Regions from separate parts of the Gossypium hirsutum genome. Here regions 2 and 3 are each linked to region 1. The links are chromatin contacts, called in public Hi-C maps. All regions are on one chromosome and are shown on one strand. The core of a region is the stretch at or near the end of the contact, and the rest is flanking DNA. Distances in the headings are between cores, read along the strand shown. Region 1 overlaps LOC107914387 (a long non-coding RNA gene). Region 2 holds the start of LOC121222421 (50S ribosomal protein L7/L12). Region 3 holds the start of LOC107916015 (short-chain dehydrogenase ptmH).

Region 1 (2,792 bases), core at 99-2,598:
ATTTACTAAAATAATACATACCTTTTTTTTTCTTTATTTATTTCTTCTTTTTCTTCTCCTTTCTTTCCTTCTTTTCTTCCTCGGTGCATTCATATTATAGGGGACCATGCTGCTTATAAGGTCCCCTGTTCAAAATTTTTTTTCTCATTGAAGGGACATAACACTGCTTAGCGGTGTGCACAACAGGCAGGGGAAGGCTGCGGTTCGGCGTAGCAACAGTGCAGGGGTGGGGCGGATGGGACTGGTCAGCACCAGTGCTGCCTATCTGACAAGCACGACTGGTGCCGCCAGTCTAGGTGGCGCCACACTCACGGGTATTTTCAACCCGTATTTTGACCCATTGACCTTATTTTGACTCGTATAAATATATATATTTTTAAAAATTATTTCTTTATAAAAATAAAAAAAAAATTATTATAAAAAAGGTGGTGAAGCCTATGAGAAAGGCTCTACCCAAAAAACATACCATTTTCGTAATAATTCCACTGACACCATTTCAAAAATTAATATTTTTATATTATTTATGTAAATTAAACTCAAACTTCAATAATAATAATAATAATAATAGATAACTTGCAAAATACATAATGATGAATGAGCGGGATAGATCCATTTTTGTTGACACCCATGTTTTCCAGCCGGTTAGATTGGTAGCATATGTGAGATTGAACTCCTTGACTCCAGGCAGGAGGCACATTTGCCTTGCACATGGGACCATCTCTTTCCATATTCCATACTTGCATTGGATTTCGATTATATTGAATTAAAATAGAGGAAAGCTCTTCCAATATTTATTAAGATTTTTCTAATAACTATATATTTTTTTATATGTATACACAAATTTTGATGTGAAAGTTGATTTAAAAATTTAGAATTAAATTTATTGATAACTTTGAAAGGAAGTTATAATTTTTGAAACTTCTTGAATGTAAAGATAAATATTCTTTAATTTTTCTCTTTAATTTGGTTTCGATTAAAGAGCTCTTAAACTTACCAATATATAGAATGACTTGGGGTGGTTTTTTTATAATATTAATTACATGAATAAAAGAGATAAAATAATTATTTGATATTATCACTGCCCCATTTAATTGTTCTATAATGATTTAAACTTTTTTATTTATAATTTAGCTCTTATTAATTTAATTAATTACAAATAAAATTATCATTTAAATTAATTAAAAAAATATTATAATATCGTCATTTTTATCATTATAACTTTGACTTTGATCCACAATAAGTTATGCTTGACACGTATCTATTTTATTTATTTCAACAATGGGATGGGAGGGGCCCAACTCTGAAACACACATTGTGATGGTTGGGTTCCAATAATTGGGGGGGACTGAAAGATGAAGCCTTAAAATATGACTCAATAGGCAGAAGGCAATAGTTTGTTTCTTTATATGCCTGTGTAAATAATCAATTTTGACTGAAAATTTGTCCACCCACCCTGTTTGGTATACAGGAAAATGTGAAGCTGGAAAAATGAAAAACACTGTTTCAGTTGTTGTTGTTGACACCGAAAAATATTATCTGGGAATTAATAACAAGTGGTGAAATAAAGGATTAATTGGGAATGTTTGGTTTTTGCCTGCACACTCTAATCGCGGTTCAGAAAACTACTGATGAAACTAAAATTTCCCCCAAAGATTTTAGGACCAAAAGAGGCCGTCTGACTGCTGATATAAATTGAGGGCCAGTTTTTTATTACTTCTGAGAAGTGTTTTTGAGAAATTTAAGTGTTTGACATTGTTGTCAAAAAGTATTTTTGAAGAATAAAATGTCTATTTTAGACATGAGATTATAAAGTAACAAATATATATTTAAATAATGTTCAAATTACTTAATATTATGATATTTTAGCAAAAATATAAAAAAATAATTTATTATAACTTATTGTTAATATTTTAATATATAATATTAATTTTAAAAATTTCTAAGTAATTAATATTAATTATTTATAAAAATTAATTAGAATATATAAACTATATTTAAATATTTAAATATAAAAATTAAATATTTGTAATTAAATATTGAGACGATTATATTATTATAAAAAAGTATTTTTTATTTTTAATTAATGCTTTTAACACATTTTATTATTTTATTTTAAAATGTATTTGAATATATAACTCATATATTTACTAACATAACATAGAAAACATAAACCTAACGAATTAAAATATTACATATATTTGGATAAAAGTTTTAAAAAGGAATAATATTTATATAATATAAATACTAAAAATCAAGAAATCTATCATAGAATATAGCCAATACAATGTTCCAATTTCCAATGATAGGCTGATTCAAATTCAAAGACATTAAATATAGAAATAAGCTAATTTTAATAGTAAAAATATATATTGGAAAGGTCCTTAAAAGATATTATCCCAAATCCATGTCCAAATACACCTCAACATAGTTCAACCAGACATGGAGTAGTAAAAGTAACAATAGTAAGGAAAACTGCAATTGAACCAGCTTTAACCATAAAGACCATCTGCATTACTATGAAACTGTGGCTTTTGGATATCAGTAGTTGAAGAATCTTTCTGCGTGGTTTGCGAGCATCAGAATTGGAACTTAAGTTACTATTGTTTCCAGTCTTTGAATTGGAGGATTCCCCTGCCTTAAAGGAAGAACTACTGCTTTTTGAAGTGTTGCTAGATGTGGACATTTCCCTTCTTCGTATTGATGAATTTCGGCTAGATGAAGATCCAAACCTTGATTTTGCATGTACTGAGTTTGAAAAAGAATTACTTGATGGCCTCGAAGGCGGCATTAAA
Region 2 (2,792 bases), core at 190-2,689, 46 kb after region 1:
ATAAATAAAATCATTCAAGTACCACAGTAGCACCCAATTCTTGGAGCTTCTTAATAATGGCCTCAGCTTCCTCTTTTGTTACTCCCTTTTTAACCACAACCGGAACTTTCTCCACCATATCCTTCGCTTCTTTCAAACCCAATTCCGTGAACGTCCTCACTTCTTTTATTATCTTTATCTTGGCCGCCGCATCGAATTTCTCCAGCTTTATATCAAACGCCGTCTTTTCCGCCGTTTTCGTTTCGGCTGCGCTGGATCCGGTTCCCGGACCCGAAGCGGCGGCGGAGGATACGCCGGATACGGCAGGTCCGTAGCAGTTGAGGCCGAGTTTAAGACGGAAGAGGATGGAATAGTCGTAGCGTTCGAGCCTTGTAAGATCTAAAAGCTCGTCGGCGATGCGTTCGAGTTTCTGAGTCCGGTTCTCAGCGGTGGCGGTGGCGGTGGCGGTGGCGGTGGCGGTGGAAATGAAGCAGGAAACGGGTGGTTTGGGTGAGGACGAAACGAGGAGTTTGAAGAGGGAGTGAGTGGGGATCTTTGAGATGGTGGAAGCCATTGTTGGAGAAATTAAGAGTGGAGTTTCAGTGTTAGGTTTTATGTTTAGAGGAAATCGGAGGGTTTTAATAGACGAGGGTATTTTCGGAATTTTATACATAGTTTTTTTAAAAAAATTTAGGTACCAACAGTTACCCAACTTTGGGTTAGCTGACAAAACAGTCACTTAGGTTTCATTTCAGTCACTTAACTTTTGAAAAGTTACAAAACAGTCCTTTTTGCCGTTTTTCATCACAGACGTCACGGCAAAGTGACATGGCAGATGATGGTGTCTTTGGTGTCAAAAAATCCTCCAGTTGGCCGGTTACTCTCAATTTAACAACCCTACCACACCATTCTAAGGTTAGAGAAAAAGAAAAAGAAGAAGAAAAGGGAGAAAAGGAAAAATGGAGATGCTTGAAGTGATTCCGGTGTGCTATTGTGGAAACTCAGCCGAATTAAACACGTCTTGGTCCAATGACAACCCAGGTAGGAGGTTTTTTGGGTGTAAGAAATTTGGCAGTAGATTTCGAAAACCATGTCGGTTTTACACCTAATTTGATCCACCATTCATGAATTGTGTTGTTGGGTCTTCTGAAAAAAGTAAGGACATTGAAGGATGCAAGGAGGAAGAAGAGAAAAATATGATTTTTGGTGCTTGTATTTGTAACTGTGTTGTTTTTTTTTTAAATCTTAAATTAGTTTATGTTGTTGTTGTTAGCATTGAAAACCAGCTTATGTTTTATAATATTGTTGTTGGTATATTGTTGCTTATGTTGTTATATATGGCTACTGGTATATTGTTGCTTATGTTGTTATACATGGCTACTGGTATACATGGCTAACCAGCTCATGTTGTTGTTTACAAACTTGAAAGACTTGAAATGGAATATAATATGTGGTTGTTGCTTACAAATTGTTTTGTAATATTGTTGTTGCTTACAACAGTTAGAAAGTTATTTTGTAATATTTGATTTCATTTCAAAGTTGATAGACTTGAAAGAATGTTTAATCTTCATTTCATTTGTATTTCTCAATACTCATATATCAGAAAAGATAAAAGATAAAAGAAACATTTGTATTTCTCAATTCTCACACATTTGTTTTTTCAATACTCATATGTTAGAAGAGATAACACAAATTGCATGGATCAATGCTCATATATTAAGGCGAAAACGTCAAACTGTTTACAAAAGGAATGAGGGGCATAATATTGCCAAATTTTCCTACAATTCAACAAAATTGAACAGAAGTGAATTGTAGGCAAATTTACAAAAAAAAATTAGTGACTATATGCCTAAGTTTATCAACAGTAGCAATCATAAGCAAATTTACAAAAATTAATCTGCCTAAGTTAATAAATCAGTAGTAGACAAATTTACACAATTTTAAAAAGTTAACAAAATAAGGTTTGTTCACAATATCATCATTGGTCTGTCATGGATGACTCTTGAGTAGGAGGCATCCATTTAACAATGGTTGGTTTTCTCTTGAATGAGAGCTTTTCTCTTGGGGCAGCATCTTTTTGGTGAGTTGGGGCAGCTTGTTGATGAGTTGGGGCAGTTTGTAATTGAGTTGGGGTAGCCTGTTGAGTTAGGGTACTCTCTTGCTGATTTGGGGTAGCCTGTTGCTAATTTGGGGCACCACTTGGTTGTGAACACCAACTTTATGTCTTTTGACCTACAGGAACAAGTGAAATCTGTCAAACAAATTCATAAACAGAATGTTTTGACTTACTAGAATGTTTTGGCCAACTTCCCCTTTGCAACTCCTCTTATTGTGGCCTATTCTTTTGCATTTATTGCACCTCATGTCCACCCCTCTCTTGCTCAACCATTCTGTTGTTTGTGGCTCATTAGGTTCTTTCCCTCTCACCCTAGTAGGTCTGCCAGTTGGCCTTCTTAGTGTAGGAGGCAGTATTGGCAGCATGTTTGACAAAGAGACCCATTGTTTAGGACCCATTACTGGCCTTATAAAGTTTGATTAAATTTGAAGTTGGGTTTGTTTGGTGTACTAGGTTTGTACATAGGTCTCTGGGAACTCATCTTTTAGATGAATGACAGTTAGTGCATGCATGTAAGGGACGCCAGTGAGATCCCAATTCCTGTAGGAGCAGGAATTCTCAACTAAGTCCACCACATGCTGGCTGCATGGACCACATTCAACTTGATACCTGTCCCTACTATCATGTGATGGAACACATCTAAAAAATAGTCATCATGCTTGGTTAAAAAACAATCACTAAAACAACATTGTGAGCA
Region 3 (2,792 bases), core at 201-2,700, 34 kb before region 1:
GTAATGAAGTAGTTAATACAAATATAGATAGATATTAAATTATGACACACCTATAATGTCGGTGAAATTTTTATGTAACAAAATTTTAAAAAATTATATAAGATTTTGTTGAGATGTGACGCTTGTCTTGTTTATACCATAAACAAGTAGATTATGGCATATTCATGAACTAGATTAAGAAGATAAATATATTGATATAAATAGCAAATGAGGTGTTTAAATCTCCCATCAGTTTGCAAAGAAACCATGAGAGGCGTTTCAATGGCGTGCCCGTAGAACCTTTAAAAGGTTGAAATGAAATTCCATTAAGTATATACATATATAAGTTATATTACTTAGGGTACTTGAGAATAATTTTGTTAAAATTGAATATCAAAATTTGCAATTCCTTAATTTCACTATTAAAAGGAAAGTCTGTACATTTTTATGCAATTTCATAGATACCAGTGATTCATAAACATAGCAATACCAGTAATTAATTTATCATTAACTTCATTAGTACATTTTTTTTAAGTATTTGTGTTGGATATTTTTTCTTAAAAATATATATATCAGACATATATTTGTATCCGATATTTATGTTCAAGCAATTATAATTAATTACACTTTCTTATTTAAATTGAAACGAGTTCGAAAAAACATATCTCTAACCCAAAGCGGGGACAATGAAAGAACAGCAAACAAGCCAGTCATGTGACCGAACACTATCTGCTTTGGTGGTTTAGGACTCAAAACCTTCTTCACCACATGCCTAGCGAACATAGTTGCATCCGTTGCCTTTGAACCTTGCGAAGCCCTGGCCCGCTCAGCAATCGCCTCCTTGAATTCCTTATAAAGTTTCCAATCATGGTTTCCCAGCCTCTCGAGGCTAGAGTTTCCGAAATTCGACCTCACAGAACCAGGCATCACAAGCACCGTATCGATGCCAAAGGGCCTTAATTCAACTCGCAAAGTGTTGGTCATGGCATGGACTGTAGCCTTGCTAGAACAATATGACCCTGCCCATGGTGTCGGCACCTTCCCAACGATGCTCCCTACATTAACTATAACTCCCCGACGCCTCGACGCCATGTGAGGCACAACTTGTTGCACCATTCTTAGCTGCCCCAATGCATTGATTTCCCAAGCTTTCCTGATTGCATCTAACGGAAGCTCGGCTAACGGTCCGGTGCTTCCTATACCAGCATTATTTACAAGCACATCAATGTGACCGTACTTGGATATAATGCCGTTCACAACTGATGATACGCTCTCGTCTGATGAAACATCAAGCTCTTCCATTTCGATTTTATCAGAACCGAAATCTAGCATGTCATCCTTGCGTCGAGGGATATCGGAGGCAATGACCCGGCAATCCTGCTCAGCAAATGCCCGGCAATACTCATATCCGATGCCACCTTTTGCACAACCGGTGACTAGAACAACCTTTGGTTCATGCATTTTAGGTCGTGTTCATATTCTTCTTTGATTATATTAAGAATGTTTCATTTATAAAAGATTGTTGGTGAGGCAGAATGTCGGATACGACAAGGCTTTGCTTTTCTTGTTTATTTCATAAATCTAGATGAAGAATATGCCTTAACGCATATGCTTGCTCAAAGCAAATTGGCCGGCAAAATTAGAGCTTCTTAGCTTGTTAGCTTATATGCATATAGGCCTTTTATCTTTGTTTTTTAACATATATAAGAGTTTATCTTCAACACCTTTTTTCTTTCCACATAACGCAACCATTAAAAAATTATAATGCAATTCAGATCCAAAAATCAAGGATTCTTCTCATCTCATCTCTTGAAATCTTACGGGAAGCCCAACTGAAAACTTAATCAACGGCCTAAATCATAGTGCTGGTTTGCCAAAGCATAAATGGCCCTAAAATAGACCTAGCCTGGCCCATAACTCATAAGCCTTATCTGAAATTGCATTGTTGTTATTATATGCTGTTGGTCCCTGCACTTGTATAGAATTGGAGATTTAATCCTTATCTTTAAAAGTTAAAATTCAATCCTCCTAATTTTTCAATATAAAAATCTTAGTTCAATCATTATCATTGTTCGTACTTTTTGTCAAAACTTGTCAATTTATCATGTTTGATTTTTTTCAATCATACTAGTCTAATCCAAACTTCAAATTGACTAGACTAAAATTTTTAAATAAATAAAAAAATTAATATTTATCTCTTTAAATACATAAATTAAATCTTAAATTTTTTCAAATTACAAAGACTAACTATATATTTTAACTTATTATTTTGTAATTTAATTGACCCTTAATTTTTTTTAAAGGATTTTACAAGCTCAATTACTAGTGCGTAATTTATATGGTGAAACTTAAACTCACACATATATGAGAAAAGCCCAAATATAACATTTGTGCGTGATAAATTAAACATACTTGTTTCTAAGTTCATATGCAAAACCTTATGAAAACAAATTAATATGTTTCAGCCCCTAAACTTTATCACTTGATAGCATAAATTGAACTTTCTTTTGATCAAGGTTTTCATAGATTTTCTTTCTCCTATCATAACATGCTTTACATGAGAAACTGCATATATCAAACTATCCCAGGTAGGATTTCCAACATTATTGAAGGCAATATTTTGCAGCCTGGATTACAAATAAGATGTGTTCGGAACGATAACCCAGAATTTGCAGCATATACCGATATCAGAAGCCGGCTTGCCTAGAACGATCGAAGAATATACAGCATAGGGAACACTTCATGCAACAGGGGTTTTGCAGCAAACATCAAAGATATCATCTAGGGGAGCATGATCTCCGGTCCCTTTGTCT

The links. Hi-C and Micro-C count contacts between places; a contact is called where the count stands out from the background.
Region 2: a contact with region 1 is called in a Hi-C map of leaf, with 1.9 times the contacts expected there. The contact joins the promoter of LOC121222421 here to the enhancer-like site in region 1. A contact is called at or near these places in 3 of 34 Hi-C or Micro-C datasets (leaf and seedling).
Region 3: a Hi-C map of leaf shows a contact between it and region 1, with 2.5 times the contacts expected there. The contact joins the promoter of LOC107916015 here to the enhancer-like site in region 1. A contact is called at or near these places in 3 of 34 Hi-C or Micro-C datasets (all in leaf).

Annotation. Positions count from the first base shown.
Region 1 is chrD10:13,637,052-13,639,843 of Gossypium_hirsutum_v2.1, reverse strand. LOC107914387 (a long non-coding RNA gene) reads right to left here. Exons shown (of 4, transcript XR_001688808.2): 4 at 2,243-2,792. Among protein-coding and RNA genes, the nearest start is that of LOC107914387, 3.0 kb to the right of the region's middle. Within about 2 kb of position 1,348, at least 4 of the 9 cell types and tissues checked have an H3K27ac peak or open chromatin away from gene starts, as enhancers often do. A contact at or near this core is called in leaf, where this site is marked.
Region 2 is chrD10:13,591,372-13,594,163 of Gossypium_hirsutum_v2.1, reverse strand. LOC121222421 (50S ribosomal protein L7/L12) reads right to left here and starts at 1,439. Exons shown (of 1, transcript XM_041103153.1): 1 at 1-1,439. The coding sequence starts at 652. The coding sequence ends at 11.
Region 3 is chrD10:13,671,212-13,674,003 of Gossypium_hirsutum_v2.1, reverse strand. LOC107916015 (short-chain dehydrogenase ptmH) reads right to left here and starts at 1,450. Exons shown (of 1, transcript XM_016845183.2): 1 at 526-1,450. The coding sequence starts at 1,440. The coding sequence ends at 601. It overlaps LOC107914349 (thioredoxin-like protein AAED1, chloroplastic), which reads right to left. Exons shown (of 7, transcript XM_016843244.2): 7 at 2,471-2,792. The coding sequence ends at 2,720.